Linked DNA regions of Strix aluco: region 2 is linked to region 1. The links are chromatin contacts, called in public Hi-C maps. All regions are on one chromosome and are shown on one strand. Each heading gives the region's core, a stretch centred on a gene start, on an enhancer-like site or on the middle of the called end of the contact. The rest is flanking DNA. Distances are from core to core; before and after follow the strand shown. Region 1 holds the start of DCUN1D2 (defective in cullin neddylation 1 domain containing 2). Region 2 holds the start of LAMP1 (lysosomal associated membrane protein 1).

Region 1 (5,009 bases), core at 1,826-4,325:
ACAGTTATCAAAACCAACAAGTAGCCCAGGGTTATTGATGGATTTTTGTTTTCCCCTTGACTATTTTGTAGATATCACCTTGTTTTAAAAACACGGAATGGAAAGCTTAGTCATTTCACAAGGTAGTCACACACACTTCTTACATGAGAGAAAAGCCATTAAAAATATTAAGCCATGATGCCATAGGCTGTACTTCAACCTAGCACCAGAACTCATTATTCTTATCTATCAGTAAACATCTTTTAGTTTTTCAAACCTATCCTAAGAAAGTGTATTTGTTATCTATACAGTCTCAGAAACATTAACACACGCAACTATACAAACATAATGAAAAAAAGCTTAACTGAAACAGATTACATTATAAATCATACTTGCAAATGAAACATTTCTACAGTAAAGAAACAGCAAAACTTCCTGGACTTCTGAGCACTACTAGTTTGGATCAAAGACCTTCACCTAAAAGGCTGCATGGCCTTGAGGCATTTTACCTCAAAGCTAATTATCGATCCTCATTATTTTAAAATAGAGCTATAAGAACATCAAAAGTAAAATCAATTCATTCATAAGTTCATTTCCCAAAAGCTACTTGAAGAACTATATTTAAACTGCTGTATTTGCTTTTAACGCCAAGCAGGATAGAGTTTCAAAACTAAGAACAAATTTCCTTCCCCAGATTCTACAGGAAAATACTGACATTATTATAAAATAACAAAGTTACATTTTCTTTAAAAAAAAACCCCAACCAAACACAAAAACCCACAAAAACCCACACACACCACAAAGCTAAGCATAACAATGTATAAATGTATGTACAAAATACACATTTATCACTGAAACATGGCATTCTAAAAACGCACAACACACACTACACGTTAATAGATCATCAATACAGCAGATATTTGCCTAAAACTTTAGCTTCAATCTTGATTTCTGGGCCAACAGCCTTAATCAGGAACCAATAAATGGACATAATCATCTGGAAGCAGTCCGCCTAAGAGAGAATCTTATTTCTCTATAATGTATTAGCAGTCACAATCACAAGGATCCACGCCAGCCATCGTCAACATACAGAATGGGATGGGAAGATGGGAAGCACAGCCATGCACTACTTTCCTTTTTAAAATGCCCTCCCAACTCTGTTTCAGGGAGAACTGAGAAAATCTGCCTGTGGGTTGGTTTATTTCTTTTCAATGCACGAAATACAAGCCAAAGTATTTAACTATCAGTAGTTGACTATGGGCTAGTGTTTAACAACATGAAGAGTTAAACATTTAAAATTAAGAACTGATTAAATTAAATTAGCAAAAGTTATTTTAATTTAAATTAAATTTTAAAAAATTAAAGTAGCAAAAGCACAGCTAGACCACTCTAATTTCAATAAAATAATAAAGTAGAAATATTTTGAGAACTTTGATAAAGCTCTGAGGTTTACTATTTTTAAGAGATCAGGAAAAAATAACAATACCCACCACCTAGCAAAATTCTAGAGTAGTGTTTAAGGAAATATTTCTTCATATATACAAAGTAATACTCTTCCTGTTTAACACGTTTGGGGAGAGATTTTGCTGAATATATTACAACCTACATCCTGGAAGAAAGAGGGAGAGGAAAATGCCTAGTGCAAGTTCAAGCTTCGGCTTGCAGGGGGGTGAGTAAAAGACTCACGCAAGACCACGTCTTATGTGGTATGTCAATCCACGTAACTAAATTCTCAGCACAGATTTATACTATTAAGCTTGCCCAGTGCTGCACTGTGGAAACTTATCGCCGTGGTTCAGACACAGTAGAGTTTTGTTTCATTAACAGTGGCTTTTACTTGACTAGCAAAAACCACTTAGAAGAGTGGCACCTGGGGCTGTGCTCAAAAGCTCTTAAGGGAATACTGACCTCACATATAAAAATATACGATATGCTTCAGAGTGCAAATGATGAGAAACAAACACAAAAAGCACTCCTCTCCATGCACCAGGAAGTATCAAATTTGAGGGAACTCCTGTCGTTTGGAGTCCTTTCTAAGCACAGCTTGTTTTCTGATGGATTACTGCCCCTCTTCCCGATCTTTCCTTCCTGAACACGACACTGTAGTACCGGATTTCACCAAGCTGCTCTCAGACCCTGCCTCCATGCAAGCCCCGATCCCCTCTTCCAAAACGCCTGCGGGTCCTCCTGCTGGCTTGCCACCACCCCCCCAGTTTTCTCAGCCCAAGCTCCCCCTCAGGACCCGCAGGGCCGCCGAGCCAGGGGGGCCTCGGTCCCGTCCCGCACCCACCTGAGGGCGATGGCCGCCGAAGGGCAGCTCCCAGCGCCACCGCCTCTCTTCGCGGCTTCCGGGCGGCGCCTGCCGGTCCCTCTCCCTGGGGAAGGCCGGTTTGGGGGAAAAAAGGGGAGAACGGAGAGATCTGGAGAGCTCGGCTGCGACCAGCCCCCTTCCCGCCCCCTCATGGCGGCGGAGGGCGGGAGGCGGCCGCCCCGCACCCCCCACCCCCCCTCACCCCGGCGCTCCCGGTAGCGGCACTCAACTTTCCGGCCCCGCGGCAGTAGGGACAAACCCACCGCCGGCTTCTCGCAGCCCCCACCTGCCCGGCAACCGCCCAGCACCCACCTCAGGGCGGCAGCTGCCCCGGCCACCGAGGCGGGGGGAGACGGAGGCGGCCGCCGGACTCGGACGCCGCTTCTCCCCCTCGCCACACTCACCTGAGGGATGAAGCCGGCAGCGGCCAGGGGAGCGCGGGAAGGTCGGGATGGCAACGCGGCGGGCAAGGAGGTGGGGGGGTGGCCGCTGACGGGAAGGGCCGAGGAGCCCCGGCCTTAGCAGCGGCCTCGCCCGCCCCCGCAGCGGCCGCCCCTCTCACCCTGCGCCGGTTACCGAGCGCCGGTGCGGCACCTTTAAGCGCAGAGTCAGACGGGATCTGTAGTCCGAGCGCCGCCTCGCGGCGCCTCACGGGAAGCGCGATAACGGGCTGTCCCCCTCACACGGACGGACACACGGACACACCGCCCAGTCCCTCATGCCGGCCCGGCCCGGCCCTGCACGGCGGGAGGCGCGGTGGCCGCTCCGCGGGGGGCGCGCGCCCCTGAATCCCGCGCTCCGCCTCCGCGCCCGGTGCCCCCGCGCGGCCGGCGATAGGCGGCGAGGGCGGGACGGCGCGCGCCTGCGCGGGGGGCGGCGCCGGGCGGTGAAGTTGGTCAAAGCGCCGGTGATAAAATGGTAGGTTGTGGGAGCAGGGGGGAGGGGGGAGGCAGAGAAATGGGGAGCGGGGGAACCCCAAACAGCCCCTAGCCACCCGGGCCAGCGAGCCGAGCGCCCCCGCGCCCCGCGGCGTCCCGCCACTCCCCTCCCTCCGCGCCAGGTCCCGCTCCCCTGTCCGGGCGGGGGGGGACGGGGATGGCGCCAGGCGAGTGGCGGGGGCGAAGGGGGGGGACGGACATGTACCGTGCAGAGTCGCCCTCCCGCCGCCCTCCTCCTCCTCCGCCGGGGCCGGGAGCGGGGAAGGTCACCAGGGGCGGGGGGGGGGAGGGGGCCGGGCGCCGCCGCCGCCACCGCCGCGGGTATTTCGAGCGTCGGCCGCCGGCGCGTACCTTTCCCTTTTTTGGGCTTGGGGCTGGCGGGGCAGGTTGCCGGATCCCGGTGCCCCTCGGTCCCGCCTTCCGGCACCGGGCGGGGCCCCCCCGCCCGCCGCCTCCTCACCCCGGGCGGCGGCAGGTGCAACGGCGGGTGCTGGCCGGGCCGCGCAGCCGGAGGCGGCGGGGAAGGTGCAGGACAAATCCCCTTCCCGGGGCGGGGGGTGCGGGAAGGGCGCGCAGGGATGGCCGGGACAGGGCTCCCCCGGTGCCTCTGCCGCAGCCCGCGCTGTTTCGGTCTTCGGCCCTCCGTGGGGATTTGCGGTGCGGTGTCATCACCGCGTTGAGAGGGGTCCCCGGAGGGTGACTTAATTATGGCTGGGTGCGAAGGACACCTCCTTCTTCGGGCTCCCTTAGCGCGAAGGGAAACGCGACTGCCAGACCTTCCCCCTGCCCTGTGTTTGCTGCTGTTAGAGAACAGAAAACCTTCTGCATATGGGAACAATAAGCAGAAATATAAATTTATTACTGCCAGAATATGTGCTGCTAAAAATGTCTACGTAGATGCTGTCACTTCAGTTTTCAGTCTATAGGTACCGCAGGGCGTCAGGCACAAACGTAGGGTAGAAGCTATACAACGTGGCAGAGTAGTAGATCGGATGGTCGGATGTGTTTCTTACCTCTGGTTTCTTCAAATAGTTCCATTTTGAACCTATAAAATATCCCTAAATGCCTGGCATTAAGTTGATTTATGAGAGGACATGGAGTTTACTTTGGAATTGTTGTCAGAGACCTCTGTTTTGAAGTGATCATCACTAAGCTTGTTGCTCAAAGTTTATGTAACTGAGGGAGATCTTAGTGCAGAGAGACTCATAATTGGACCTTAATGAAAACTGGGCGGGGGGTGGGGGTTACACAGAGCTTGCAGTTAAAGGATTATTGAGTACTTTCTTACCAAAATATGTTGTAGTTATTTTTGCAGCTCTTTTCCCACTTTACATGTTTCTTCATGTATAAAAAGACACTGTACATCTTTGTTCTTATATAAAATTGAAAAATCTTGTAGGAAAGACCGAAGTCCTTATCTTGTTTACATGATGTGTTTCTTGTCTCAGGACCATCTGTAGTCAAGATGTCACTATCCATATGTGTACAAGAGATAACAAGTAAACTGAAAGATGGTCCTGTGTTTACTGCTTACTGCTCACTGCATCAGGGTTCACTTTTTCCCCCTGATATTTAAGAGACCAGTAAATTTTCTATTATACCTGATGATTGAAGCAGTAGTGAGGAACTTAGACAAATTTCTCAGCTTAATTGTTGGCCCAGAACATGTATTAAGTATGCTTAAACAAAATTGGGAAGTATCAGAATATAATAAAAATGAAAGTTTATAATAAAAACAAGAGTTTGATTTGTAAAGAATAATGTTGAGCTATGTTAATAGC
Region 2 (5,009 bases), core at 1,413-3,912, 150 kb after region 1:
TTCTATTTTGTGAAAACTAATTTGTACTCTGTCTCAGTTCCACACAGCTAGAAATGCCAAAACTGAAGAAAACAATACAACAAATTAGTCATTGGCTGGAATTTATTATCCAAGTTTCTCTCAGCTATCCCTACATTGGTAGCAAGGTTTGAAATTCCCCTTTAAACTAGAGTTGTGCAATAGAAACACATGAATTATGCGTCAATAGCCCTGAAACAGCATCACACTACCTTGTCAAACTCATTTTTCCTTCCCCTATACTGAATCCATGTCTGACTCTAAACTGAGATTTTTAGAAATGTTTTCTCTGATGTGTTTGTGTTTCAGTAAGGAAAAAACTACAGGTGCTCTAAGACTCAAAGAGCATAAGCAGCTCTGTTGGGCTTGGCACACAACCCAACTGATCCACTGTGCTCAAAACTAGACAAGCATAATACTCCTCTATACTTCAAAAAGCAGAATCTAAGTTTGAGGGGAGGTACTTCACCTCCTGTACCTCCCCATTCCCTGTATTTATAACTGTACTACCTAAATCCTTTTTTTTATTCCATATACATGTTTGATACTCATGAGGAAATTCATCACGAAATACTTAATGCTGACATGAAATATTTAGCTTAGTGCTTACTTTTTCAGTTCTCCATTCACACTGAAGAGCAAGTGAGGTGTGGTGAGGTACACTGGAGGAAAAAAAAAAAATCTTCTATTGTCCCAAAGTCAAGGCATTGCCAAACAAGCTTCCACATCTGACCCACCCATGCTAATCCTTCAGCCTCCTGTGATCACTACCTTATCCTCATCAGTTCACTCAGATGACTAAAAGGCTGTAAACGAGCATCTAAAGAATTCAGCTCCTATCTTCTCATTATCTCAAATTCTTCTCCCTTCACTACCCCCAAGCCCCATACTCTGGCAGGAGAGGGTGGCTATCTGTACTCCAAGAAGGGGTCTCTATTTGCACCACAAAGTCTTCCCCTGAGATTGTAGGATGAAGTTATGTAGAAACACCCAGCTACTAGTCACAGGTACAAAGCCCTGATTGTCACTAGTTACGCTAGTAAAATAAACTTGCCTCAGCTGCAGGAATCTAACACATTTTACATGCCAGAAAGTGACAAAGCTAATGCACTGAATTATGTTTGTAACTGCTAATTAAGCAGGGAAAGACTACTACAGTCCCAGAAAACAGTACACGTGGTACCACTTAAAAACTACACAGACTGATCAGAAGGCAAACAACAGCAATTCTTTATTTAAGGCATAACTATATTAAACAAGCTATACAAGAATTCCCACTATAACACCAGTTCAATGCTACTGAAGTTGCCAGTCCTAAAAAGCAAGTCTAATAGCACTGTAAGTCACAGTGCTTGTAAAGCTGGATACAACTGCTCAGTGCCCCTTGTGAGTGACATCTTTCAGGCTCAGTGAAACTGAACTACTGTCAACAATGATAATGGTATTTACTACCAAAGAAAAGTTAAAAGAGTTTCAAAGGGTGTCATAATCTCCAAAATTATGGCAGATAACCGTTCTCAACTGCTGCTTTACTGAGGAAATATTTGTGCTAGCTGCTGAAGCAGTTTCCTTTGCTGCCAAAGCCACATTTCAGAAACTTGATATTGTGTCGCGTGATGTGGCTTTCAAGGCAAGAAAGCTAAAGCAAGGTAGTCATCAGTGAACAAGCAAGAAACACTTCCTCATAAAACAGTCTTACTGCACTAACAAACCTCATCAAGGCACCAAAATCTATTCCAGCAACATTTCAGATTTCACTCAAGATACAGCAGGGTGAAAGCCAGTAGTGAAGGGAGCATTACACGCGCTATAGGAAAGAGCTACTTATAGAATCATAAATTGATTTGGGCTGGAAGGGACCTTAAGAATCATCTAGTTCTGACCCCCAGCCTCCTACTTCCTAGCAATGACATCAGTAGTTCCTGTGCTTCCATGCCTCGTGAGAGGTAAAGGCGTATTTCCCGGTTCTCCCCGGAGCGCTGTCCCTCCATCCCGAGCAGATGCTCAGAGGAGCGTTCCCGGCCGCCGCACGGTTCTCCCCGCCAAGCACAGCCGCTGCCGCTTTCCCTCCGTCCTTCCCCTCGTACCCCCGGCAGCTGTCGGGGGCCCCCGGCCGCCGCAAGGGCCCGGTGCAAGGAGGGAAAGGGATGACCTCCCCAAAGGACCCGCCGCAGTGCAGCGGCCGGGGACCCCTGCGGGCGGACCCGTCCCGTCCCGTCCCACCACCGGCCGGGCGGCGGCCCAGCCCCAGGCCAGGCACCAGCTGGGTGCCGCGCCGCCGCCCCCGGCAGGCCCAGGACCCCCCGGGTCAGAGTCACCGCCCCGGAATAGCAACAGCGGGCGGGAGCCCGCGGGCGGGTTTCCAGTTACAGCCGGCGCGCAGGTGCCGCGTCCAGCGCCGGCGGCCCCGGGGCCGCCCCAGGCCGCGGCGACCCCTCCCCGCCACCGGGCACCACAGGCCGCGGCCGCCCCGCCCCCCTCCTTACCGAGCAGGGCGGCCACCGCGAGCAGCCGCCACGCGCCCTGGGCGCGAGCCATGGCGGGGGACAGGGCGAGGCGGCACTGGCAGGAGCGCGGAGAAGGGGCGAGGGCGGTGGCGGGGGGCGGCGGCGGCGGCGCACCGCGCTCGGGAGAGTGGCGACGGCCCCGGCCGGTCATATGACTTATGACGTCACCGGCCCCGCCCGGGCACCATCACGTGACCCACACGCTCGGCGCAGCCGGCGCCCCCGGCGAGGGAGGTGGGAAGGATCTCGCGAGAGGAGGGGGCGGGGCTCCCCCGCGCTCCGCCGGTGGCCCCTGAGGCGGGCGGGGCGGCCTGGGGGTGCGGATGATCAGGGGCTGGAGCAGGTCACCTATGGGGCAGGCTGGGAGCGGCAGGGTTGTTCAGCCTGGGGAAGAGAAGGCTCCAAGGAGACCTTCTAGTGGCCTTCCAGTGCTTAAAGGGGGCCTACAGGAAAGATGGGGAGGGACTCTTTATCAGGGAGTGTAGTGATAGGATGAGGAGTAACGGTTTTAAACTGAAAGAGGGTAGATTTAGATTAGATAGAAGGCAGAAATTCTTTACTGTGAGGGTGGTGAGACACTGGAACAGGTTGCCCAGAGAAGCTGTGGCTGCCCCCTCCCTGGCAGTGTTCAAGGCCAGGTTGGACGGGGCTTTGAGCAACCTGGTCTAGTGGAAGGTGTCCCTGCTCATGGCAGGGGGGTTGGAACTACATGGTCTTTAAGGTCTCTTCCAACCCAAACCATTCTGTGACTCTGAAATGCGCATGCAGGTGTAAATGCATGTACGTGCACAGATAAATGTGTGAAAACATACGTGAATGCAGGTGGGTGGTTCTGACACATGCAAACATGGAGCAGGCCCGTTCCTTGGTACAGGTGTGAGTATCGCATGTTGTGTCCCTCACACGTGCGAACTGCACACAGCCGTGGGGTGGTGGGTGTGTACATTCCCCCCTGCAGGGGCAGATGCACACTTTGTGTGATAGCATGCAGAGGTACACACAGGTACAATGCACCATCATCACAAGCTGCTGTGGTTCAGCTCCAGGCTCCTCTTGCCACCAGCCCTAACCTGTGGGCTTTTCAGACCCTGTTCTGCCATGGGCTGAAGACAGCCATGGCTTGGTCCTGGGGCACTGCCGCTCTGGCACGGGCCACCTGCCTAGCACTCACCTGCAGCATGGATGTTTGGCAATGGGCATTTGGAGGTTTGGGGTCTTTCTGCAAACTGCCATATGGCTTAGCCCTGTAACTCAGGTCAGATGAGAGCTGTGAGGAACATCAGGGCCCGGGACAGCTTTACCAGCTCTAGGCTTTTAACTGTGGTTCCCAGTGGGGAATGCAGCACAGGTGCCCCTTTATTAAAGGAGAGGTGATAGTGGAGGGTGAGAAGTGGCTTTGGTAAGCAATTAACCCATCTAATTTATGTATTACCTCCAGATGTTTCTTGCCACTGAGTTTAAAGGCAGCCTAAGGTGAGTACAAGCATCTCTGATAGAACTAATTCAGTCCCAGCTGTGTAAAAGCACTGGAAGTTAACAGTCTAGTATCTCTGAAGTGATGCATGTATGTATACCTGTGTATACATATCATCCACATGTGTTCTAAGCCAAACCAGGGACTGCTAATGACTTGTGGTTGCATGGATAAAATTAACTTCACTTTCACATAGTTTGTGATGATGTCTGATGTTTTTATAAACAAGAATTTTAAGAAATCCCTTTTTTTTGAGAAAATAGAAAAAAATAGATGAAGTTAATCTATCAACATTCTCAGATGTTAGCATAGTAACGGAAATAGGGAGCCTAGGCCATTTGATCACTTTGTAATTCAATGCTCTTTCTTATCTAAGCTGTTAAGGATATGCTTTCTTCATCTGAAACCTCAGAAGTACTTGTTTTGCTACTGAAATCCTATTTCTGGTGCAATTGGAAAGTGTGCCAATAGCAGGGTGCTTTTGTTTTCTCAAAATGACTGCCATGTCATCCCTCTCCTCATTACAGCGTACTCCAGATTAATCAGCTCTGAGACAGAATCATTTATGCTCCCAAGCTGCCTTCATACATTTTTACTTAGAACCAGTTTGAAATGCAATTTAGCTACTACCAGCTGCTAAAGTCCAGCTGCTGTACACTTGACCTTTCCTTGATGTTTGTCTCGGTTCACTTACACTTCCCGTTTCCCCAAAACATCCTAGAGAAGTTCATTTGCTCTTCAGGGTAGCTTGGGGATCTGCCTGCCTTTTCCAACACTATTGCTATTGACAGACATTTCTTTCTTAATGCTGCATTTTTATCTGTGCATTTTTAGAGACAGTAATGTTTGGTTTTCCCTGCAGCACTTCTAGCAATCTTTATTCTTGCCATGTATTGCCAAAAGCAGAAGTTAGTCAGCTTGAAAAAGGGCATAAGGAACAGCTCTGGTCAAGTGTTTGAATGAGTCATCTGCAGAAGAGTTGAGGTTAATGGAGGTGGGCCATCGGTTGT

The links. A called contact is a pair of places that touch in the nucleus more often than the background predicts.
Region 2: a contact with region 1 is called in a Hi-C map of brain, with 2.1 times the contacts expected there. The contact joins the promoter of LAMP1 here to the promoter of DCUN1D2 in region 1. A contact is called at or near these places in 2 of 2 Hi-C or Micro-C datasets (brain and heart).

What each region holds. Positions count from the first base shown.
Region 1 is chr2:70,838,241-70,843,249 of bStrAlu1.hap1, forward strand. DCUN1D2 (defective in cullin neddylation 1 domain containing 2) reads left to right here and starts at 3,076. Exons shown (of 7, transcript XM_074815228.1): 1 at 3,076-3,208. The coding sequence starts at 3,206. TMCO3 (transmembrane and coiled-coil domains 3) reads right to left here and starts at 3,020. Exons shown (of 14, transcript XR_012621994.1): 1 at 2,695-3,020; 2 at 2,270-2,354.
Region 2 is chr2:70,988,560-70,993,568 of bStrAlu1.hap1, forward strand. It overlaps LAMP1 (lysosomal associated membrane protein 1), which reads right to left and starts at 2,663. Exons shown (of 9, transcript XM_074815237.1): 1 at 2,505-2,663. The coding sequence starts at 2,556.